Regions from separate parts of the Sus scrofa genome. Here region 1 is linked to region 2. A link is a contact called in public Hi-C data. All regions are on one chromosome and are shown on one strand. The core of a region is the stretch at or near the end of the contact, and the rest is flanking DNA. Distances in the headings are between cores, read along the strand shown. Region 1 has its middle 17 kb from the start of MFSD2A. Region 2 holds the start of MYCL (protein L-Myc).

Evidence for each region. A called contact is a pair of places that touch in the nucleus more often than the background predicts.
Region 1: a contact with region 2 is called in a Hi-C map of liver, with 2.3 times the contacts expected there. The contact joins the enhancer-like site here to the promoter of MYCL in region 2. A contact is called at or near these places in 1 of 5 promoter capture datasets (liver), 23 of 47 Hi-C or Micro-C datasets (alveolar macrophages, brain, embryonic fibroblasts and 11 more) and 2 of 2 datasets of contacts at active chromatin or transcription factors (alveolar macrophages and skeletal muscle).

Annotation. Positions count from the first base shown.
Region 1 is chr6:95,753,681-95,758,365 of Sscrofa11.1, reverse strand. No RefSeq gene overlaps it. Among named protein-coding and RNA genes, the nearest start is that of MFSD2A, 17 kb to the right of the region's middle. Within about 2 kb of position 2,900, at least 8 of the 83 cell types and tissues checked have an H3K27ac peak or open chromatin away from gene starts, as enhancers often do. A contact at or near this core is called in alveolar macrophages, liver and omental adipose tissue, where this site is marked.
Region 2 is chr6:95,700,283-95,704,839 of Sscrofa11.1, reverse strand. It overlaps MYCL (protein L-Myc), which reads left to right and starts at 2,213. Exons shown (of 3, transcript XM_003127827.5): 1 at 2,213-2,406; 2 at 2,755-3,259. The coding sequence starts at 2,764.

The DNA.
Region 1 (4,685 bases), core at 1,651-4,150, 53 kb before region 2:
CATCACCTTCATTTCTCCCTCCCTCTCCCTCTCTCACCCTTTCTCTGTCAATTATCCAGGCCCGTCAGCTGCCAAATCTGTCTTCTTCTATCCATTTCCACTGCCAGCACCTCTGGTACTTTTCATTACTCAGGAACATTGCAAGAGCAACCTCTTCATTAATCATCCTGCTTTCACTTCCACTTCCTTCCATCTTTCTCCACAAAGCAGATGATACAGTCTTTCTCAACTCTTGATCTATCATGTGGCTCCTCTGCTTAAACTTGTCAGTGGTTTGTGTCTGCTCTTAGGATAAAGACCAAAATGCTTCACACGGCTCAGGAAACCCTGGGCTATCTGCCTCGGCCTATGCCTTTTTAAACATGTAAATCACTTTTCTGTTTAAACCTCTTCAATGGCTCTTGGCTGCTTTCAAAATAAAATCAACAAAATAAAATTGAAACTCTCACTGTGGGTTGCAAGGCCTGTATACCTCTCCAAACCCATCTCACACCACCTGCCTTCTCCTTCACTACTCTGGCTGCCCTGTTTCCTTCTGGTACTTCAAATACGTTAGGCTCTTTCCTATCTTTTTTTTTTTTTTTAAGGGCTGAAAGCAAGACTTATGGAGGCTCCCAGGCTAGGGCCAAATTGGAGCTGCAGTCGAGGGCGTATGCCACAGCCACAGCAATGCGGGATCTGGATTCTGAACCTACTGTGCCATTACCTTGGAATTTTTTATGCTGTCTCTTCTATCTGCAGTGCTTTCCCCGAGCCTCTTCAAATGTCTGGCTGTGGAGTTCCCGTTGTGGCTCAGCAGAAATGAATCTGACTAGCATCCATGAGGATGCAGGTTTGATCCCTGGCCTTGCTCAGTGGGTTAAGGATCCAGCATTGCCGTGAACTGTGGTATGGGTCGCAGACTCAGCTCCGATCTGGTGTTGCTGTGGTTGTGTCGTAGGCCAGCAGCTATAGTTCTGATTCTACCCCTAGCTTGGGAACCTCCATATGCCATTGGTGCAGCCCCAAAAAGCAAAAAAAAAAAAAAAAAAAAAAAAAAAAAGTCTGGCTGTATCTCCTTCTCCATCACTTTCTCAGAATGTTCTTTCCTGAGCACCTGATTTACAATAACCTCCACACCCGTCAGTACCCTCTATAAAGCACCCTACTTATTTCTTTTACAGTGCTTATTGCAATCTGAAAATGTCTTATTTGCATGACCAGTTATTTGTCATTGGTCCTCACCAAGAATGTAAACTCTGTTTTGTTCACCACTCTGTCCTCAGAACCTAGTCCATGCATGACTCAGAGCAGAGTTGGTGCACTATAAATATTTTTTCCATCGGAGTTCCCATTGTGGTTCAGCGGTAACAAACCCAACTACTATCCATAAGGATGTGCGTTCGACCCCTGGCCTCACTCAGGGTTGCGATGGGTTAAGGATCCAGTGTTGCAGTGAGCTGTGGTGTGGGTCGCAGATGTGGCTCAGATCTGGTGTTTCTGTGGCTATGGCATAGGCTGGCAGATTCAGCTCCGATTGGACCTCTAACCTGGGCATTTCCATATGCCATGGGTGCAGCTCTAAAAAGCAATACATACATACACACACACACACACACACATACATGCATACATATTTGTTCCATAAATGTGTAGCCCAGGCCTACAGCCAGTCAATGACAGATCCTTCTTTGCAATATTAAAAGATGTTTCTCCTTTCTTCCAGCAGGTGGCGCCAAAGCCTCACCTGGTCCTTTGCAGGGATCAGGCGTGGTAACACGTGGTTGCCAGGGCTTGGGGCAGCTGGAGAGTAAAGTGGGAGAGGCAGAATTTGTTGTAATGTTGCCGGATCCAAACACTGAGGAAGCTGAGATGGCACATCCTCCAAAAGACAGGAAGCTATGAGCTTTCCAAAAGGCCTGGAGCAGCCAATGACTCAAGGGGTCTCTGGGATCCCAGTTTGCTTTCCCTCTTCCCCCACCTATCCCACCGCCTCTATCATCAACCCAAAAGTCAGCCAGGGGTCTTTGAGGAGGAGAGCAACTTTTTGTGCTCATGAAACTGGATAGAGGCAGGGATTTTTAATTCCAAATCCCCATTTTACAGTTGGGGGAAAGGGAGACAGGAAGCCTCATAGTGGATCAGTGGGAGTTGGGTCTGGCTTACAAAGCCCTCCGCGTTCTTAGTTCGTTCATTCAGCTCCAGTCCCCTACTCTTCCCTTCCATGCCTAGAGGGCTCTGGGCTCCATGTGGGCAATCATGAGATCATGACGAGGAAGGCACGGATTTCCCAGAGCTGCCGCAAAGATGCAGGGGGCAGGAGGAGCTTTTGAAAAGCCTGTGTGTGAGAAGGTGGCTATGCTCACCACTGTACTACCAATGCACAAGAGGCATGCTGGAGCAAGACACGCTGGCCCGGGGTCTGCCTGGGGCATCAGGGACCAGAGGTGTGTTCCTGGGCCAGGCAGGTAGCCTGCAAAAGGGGCTGGGAGAAGTCGGCAGGGGTCTTGGATTTCCTCCAAGACAATGAGGGCTCAATGAACGGGCTCTAAATAGGAGAGTTACTCGGTTATCTTGCATTGCTTGCAGAAGGAATCAAATCTGATTGAGGAGATCAAATCAGACAGAGGCCAGTAAGGACACTGGTATAATCATTTAGGTGAGAGAAGATAAGACCTGAGAAGTAATTGCAGGGAAGGAAAAGAAGCAAGCTTGGGTGGTTTAGGAAACTAAAAATAATCTTTCTCTTTTAAAGACCGGATTTGGTGGTTATTGATCAGAATGGAGGGAGAAGGGAGGTGTGAGTGGGCCTCTTGCGGAGATCATCTTGGGATTCTTGAATGCTCCAGCTATGGAGGTCAGACCAGAGCCCAGGGCTCCTGCTCTACTAAGGAAGACTCTGACCCTGAGGGCAGCTCCAAAAGCATCTGGACCTGGTGTGGCAGTGGCGAAAATGTTGGTTCACGTAATAGCCTAAAGCAGTGGTCAAGAGCACAGGTCCTAAGCCAGATAGCTTTGCTTCAAATATCAGCTAACTTTCTGTGGCTGAATTTTCTTATCTGCAAAATGGGAGTTAACTATGTACCTAACTCAGGGAAGTTATGAGGACTAATTAAATTGATATTTGTTAAGCATGTGTAATGGTGCCTGTTATTAACACTTATAAGTTTTTTCTTTTTGTTTTTTTTAGGCTTTTTGTTTTGTTTTGTTTTTAGGGCCACACCTGTGGCCCATGGAAGTTCCCAGGCTAGGGGTCAAATCGGAGCTACACCTGCCAGCCAACGCCACAGCCACAGCAACACAGGATCTGGGCTGAGTCTGCGACCTACACCAAAGCTCACAGCAACACCAGATCCTTAAGCCACTGAACGAGGCCAAGGATCGACCCTGCAACCTCATGGTTCCTAGTCGGATTTGTTTCTGCTGCTCCACAATGGGAACTCCAACACTTATAATTATAAAAGTGGTTGGGGGGTTCTCACTGTGGCTCAGTGGTAACAAAACTGACTAGTATCCATGAGAATGTAGGTTCAACCCCTGGCCTCGCTTGGTAGGTTAAGGATCTGGCATTGCTGTGGCTGTGGTGTAGGTCTAGCTGCAGCTCCGCTTGGACCCCTAGCCTGGGAACTTTCATATGACACAGGTACGGCCCTTAAAAAAAAAAAAAAAAAAAAAAAGAGCAGTTGGGCAGAACTTCATCTGAAATGTGGAGCCCTGGAGATCGGCTATGGCGCAACAGGATCAGCGGCATCTCTGCTGCCACCAGGATGCAGGTTCCATACCTGGCCAGGCACAGTGGGTTAAACGATCCAACATTGCCACAGCTATGGCATAAGTCACAACTGCAGCTTGGATCTGATCCCTGGGCTGGGAAATCTATATACTGCAGGGTGGCCAAAAAAAGGGGGCATGGGGAGCCAGATACCCAAAGTAAAAACCAAGGCTAGGAGTTCCTGTTGTGGCTCAGTGGTAGCAAACCCCGGACTAGTATCCACGAGGATATGGGTTCCATCCCTGGCCCCGCTCAGTGGGTTAAGGATCTGGTGTTGCTGTGAGCTGTGGTGTAGGTCACAGACTCGGACTCGGAGCCTGCATTGCTGTGGCTCTGGTGTAGACTGGTGGCTATAGCTCTATTTAATCCCTAGCCTGGGAACTTCCATGTCCTGTGGGTGTGGCCCTAAAAAGCAAAAAACAAACAAACAAAAAACAAAAACTAAGCATAACTCATCTAAACATGTCCCTTTTCCATACCTCATTTATCCAGCTATATAATATAATGTAGAGGTTGGACTGGCAGCCTCTGATCCTGCCAAGGTTGCCTTCCTGAATTTTGGAGCTTGGCCTAAGTGTATGAAACCTTAGAACTTGCTAGGGCAAGCTCTTACCAGCTTGTGAGAGCCAATTATTGCAAATTTAGTAATTTTGCAGGACAGCACAACCGTTGGTAACTGGAAAGTGGGTGGAGTGTTTACACCATGGAAATAGGTGAATGCTACAAGCAAGGCCTTCCTACCACCCTGCTCCCTGCCACCAGTGGTGAGACCCCCTCCCCTCAACCCACACACACTCCCAGCTGGGCACATTCTTGCCTTCCAATGCTGTCATTCTCAGTGGTGGAGAAAGAATCCCAGGCCTCTGGGGACCCCAGAGGGCCCCAGTCATGGAGTCTGCCCTAGCACAGCCAGCCCCATTGCTCAGGCACGCAC
Region 2 (4,557 bases), core at 964-3,463:
CACCAGATCCTTAACCCACTGAGTGAGGCCAGGGATTGAACCTGCAACCTCATGGTTCCTAGTCTGCTGCAACATAAGAACTCCTATCCTCGTTCTTGAGGTGAGGCCACCCCTTGGTCGTCCTCAGATATCACCCTCTATCAACCATGGGGAGGGCCTGTTGAGTAAGGAATCTCATCTAGAGAAAGAAGACCCATTTTCCAAGCATATATTTCTAATCTCCCATGGGTTATATGCCCCAAATCCTTCCAATAAAGTGATTTTCTGCTTAAATTTATCTGTCACTTATAACCAAAAACTCTGGTACAGCAATCATTTCAGGCATCTGCGAACCAGAGAACAAGTCCATAAAAGGCAGTTCCAATCCCTCTGCCTTGAGGCTGCAACCAAACCTGCAACCTTTCCGAGCTGTGCCTTCCATTCAGCACAAATCGGTGTGGTGTACACAGGCTATCTCAATAAAATCTGGTTGCCTGAATCACTCAGGAAGTTCAGTCAGAAGCTGTTCTATGTATTGAGATTGCAAAGCTACCAAGAGCTAGTTGCTGCCTTGGAAGATGCCCACATGCACCTGACATACAGCAAAACTGAGGGTGTCATCTTCCTTGTCTTTTCTCTCAACCTATGTATCAACTTACAACTGGTATCCCATGCTCCAACCACAATGAACTACTTGCACATCTCACATCCCTCTGCCAGGATGTCGACAGTGAGGAGTTTGGTGCTCTTAGACCATGGGGAGGGAGAGACAGACAGCAGGTAATCAGGCTGCTGTTTGTAGACCAGACCTTGAATGCCAGTTAGAGCATTCTAGATGTACGGGCTGCTATCCCAGGTTAGTTTCCTTGGTCTAAATAGAACGCTCCTATAGTTTAGCTTTTCCTCTTCTCCTTTTTTTTGTCTTTTGTCCTTTTAGGGCTGCACCCGTGGCATATGGAGGTTCCAAGGCTAGGGGTCTAATGGGAGCTACAGCTGCCGGCCTACACAGCCATAGCAACGCCAGATCCGAGCCACATCTGTGACCTACACCCGATCCTTAACCCACTGAGCGAGGCCAGGGATGGAACCTGCAACCTCATGGTTCCCAGTCAGATTCGTTTCCCATGCGCAACGAACGGGAACTCCACTTTTCCTCTTCTATTGAAGGAAGTCTGCACAGAAGAGGAGAAGAGGACACAAGGCTTATACCTCCATCATTTTAAACAGACATGCAGAGCTACAAGCAAAGTTCCCATTTTACACATAAGTAAACAGAGGCTTCAAATGACTTGGCTCTACAGCTACCAAGTGGCAAATTGAAGGCTTGAAAGAAGTTTCCAGACCGCAAATCCCCATTCTTTCCTCTACTAGTACAGCTCCTACAGCGAGTTTTGTGTGTGGTGTGAGGGGGGGGAATCTCAGCTCTGGCCTGGTCTTGGGGAAAAATTCTCCTTACCACCCACATCAGGGGCTAAGTTTGTTCTACTTGCCTCTCTTGGCCTAGTTCCCTTCACTAGATACTCTGTCTTCTTAAATTCTCACAACAATCCTGTGGGATATTACCATCCCTTCATTTTATAGATGAGACCAAGGCTCAGCAAGGTTAAGTTTCAGGATCCAAAGTTTGGGGTCCTCACCACCTTACTTCGCTGAGGTCTGTCCAGGTTTAGGAACACTAGCTGATGAAACGGACCAGAGGGTGATGAAGCGGTTGCTGGGGACCAGTCCCACTTCAGGACCAAGGGCCACCAGGTGGCGTGGTGGACGTTTGGCTGCCCCCACCCTACCTCGCCAGACGCACCAGAACGACAGGAGGCGAGCCCGAGGAAGTAGGCTCGCGGGGCGGGGAGTAGTTCTCTTCTCCAGCCCAGAGTCTGCAAGTAGCGCGCGTTTCCCTCGGCCTCCAGAGGACCACCCGGGCCTCGCTCAAGAGTTACGCCCCCATCAGGCAACCGCCGGGCTGCATCAGCTTGCCGCCTCTTCTGCGCTCCCCAGTGTGCAATCCATTTTGAGAGATACAGGGAACAGAACAGGAGAGAGTAGCCACGATCCGGGCGCGGGGCGGGGGACTGGGGGGGGCTGAGACTCCACCGCCCCCACCTGTCGACCGGGAGGGGCGGGGAAGGGCGGGGCTTGTCCCGTAGGGCCCGCCCCCGGTCCCTGAGCCCTGGGCGCGCGACGAGATATAAGGCAGCCGGGAAACAATGCGCCTGCATCTCGCGCTCCCGCGCCGCTCCCGGGAGCGTCCCGGCAGCCGTGCGCGAGTGAAGGCGGGAGCGCGCGCGCGGGGGGCGAGCTCCTGAATGCGGGCCGCGCGCTCGGTGGCGCGCATGTGCATGTGTGCGGGCTGCCGGGCTGCCGGGCTGCCGGGCTGCCCCGAGCCGGCGGGGAGCCGGTCCGCTCCAGGTGGCCGGCAGCGGGAGCGAGGTGAGGCTGCGGGCGGCCAGGGTACGGGCGCCAGTCCCGGGGGGGCGGGCTGCAGGCTGCCTTTAGGGCACAGCGCGCCCCCGCCCGGCCCGGCCGGGCCCTGGGAGCTGCGCTCCGGGCGGCGCTGGCAAAGTTTGCTTTGAACTCGCTCCCCGCAGCCTAGACCGCGCGCAGTGAGCGGCTTCCTTGGGCACTCTGACCCAGGGCCGGGCTGCTCCGGACACTAGAGAAAGACGCGAGAGGTTGGGGAGGGAGAAGAGCCTGGCAGCAGGCTGTGCTGGAGGGCCGAGGGACGCCTCCCTCCCTGAGCCCGCAGCGGGGTCAGCACGTCCCCCTTCCCTCCCGCAGGGAGCGGACATGGACTTCGACTCGTACCAACACTATTTCTACGACTATGACTGCGGGGAGGATTTCTACCGCTCCACGGCGCCCAGCGAGGACATCTGGAAGAAATTCGAGCTGGTGCCGTCGCCCCCCACGTCGCCGCCCTGGGGCTCCGGTCCTGGCGCCGGGGACCCGGCCCCGGGAATTGGTCCTCTGGAGCCGTGGCCCGGAGGGGGTGCTGCGGACGAGGCAGAAATCCGGGGTCACTCGAAAGGTTGGGGCAGGAACTACGCCTCCATCATCCGCCGTGACTGCATGTGGAGCGGCTTCTCGGCCCGGGAACGGCTGGAGAGAGCGGTGAGCGACCGGCTTGCCGCTGGCGCTCCCCGGGGAAACCCGCCCAAGGCTCCCGCTGCCCCAGACTGCGCTCCCAGCCTCGAAGCCGGCAGTCCGGCACCCGCTGCCCCTTGTCCGCTGGGCGAGCCCAAGACCCAGGCCTGCTCGGGGTCCGAGAGCCCAAGCGACTCGGGTAAGGACCGCCCTGGGCCATCCAAGAGGGGGGCACCCCATGGGTGGCCAAACCTCTGCCGCTGAGGTCAGGCACTGGATCTGCGCAAGCCTTTCTGCCACCTCCCCCTTCCTCTGGCTGAAGCTGCCGGTGTAGCCCCCAGCGGTGTCTGTCTGGCACGTGGGTGTGTTAGTAAACAGTTTGAAGTAGTGGCGTGGGAGCCAGCGTCCCTTTGATGATGATTGGAGCCCCGGGGGACAAGGGAGACTGGGTGAGGCTTGGCACTTAGAGAGGACAATACTGGGATTGAGCCGTAGGGGATTTTTGTCCTCCAGAGGCTGGAAGTGGTCCCTTAAGGGTCACTCCAGGCTTGACTTTTTTTGTTGCTGTCTCTTTCCCTGGGAAACTCACTCCCCTAGGGAGAGGAGCCCCTCAGGAGCCTTTTGTGCAAAGAAGAAGCCTTCATCCTTTCAAAAACCTGGTCTCCTGCCTGCTTTACTTTAAAATGGCAATAATGGCTCCTCTTGCACCTCCGCCTGTTACTATGTGTACATCCACATCACCCCTGAAACAGGTATTGAAGGAATGACCACTCCCCATTAACAGATGGAAACACTGAGGCTTAGAAATAGGAAATCACCATACGTGAACCCCAGCTTCCCACCATCTAGCCAGCCTCCTTTGCCCAATCCTCCATCCCAACCAGGCACTTCTCTGATGTTTAGAGGACCTCAGTGGTAGTTTATGTGAGAAAGGCAGCCACTTGCCTTTTTGCTTTGGCCTGAGGTGAGAAGGTGTTCCTCTAGCTCCCTCCCAATTCATCCGAGGGCTTCAGCTACTTCATTTGTATTCAGCAAATGTTCACTGGCCCCTACTTTGTGCCAAGCCCTGGGCTTGGTTCTGGCGTCACAGATCTGGAGCTCCAGGCTTCTCTTCCCCATCCTTGAATGAATGTGTAAATGTCACTGAGTGCAGACTGCAGCATCCTGTGCCACCAGACTGTGTTCTTAGCCTAACCTCTTTGAGGTGCTCATGAGAAATACTGGGGAGGGTGCTTTTATAGGGTGCAAACTGAGGGTAGCATCAGGTAGATCAGGACAAAAAACTCACTGTAGCTTTTAGGAATGACTTACATGACCATTTGGAGGGAACTGGGGAATGGATTTGGAGGTTGTCATACACTTGAGGGGAAAAATAAGGATAATGAGAAGAATTAAAAGTCTTTTTTTTTTTTTTGGTCCACCATATTAAGGTCATTTTTTAACCTTGCTTTCTACACTGAGACCTTTTGTTTGCTTAATGGCTGGAATGGGAACTTT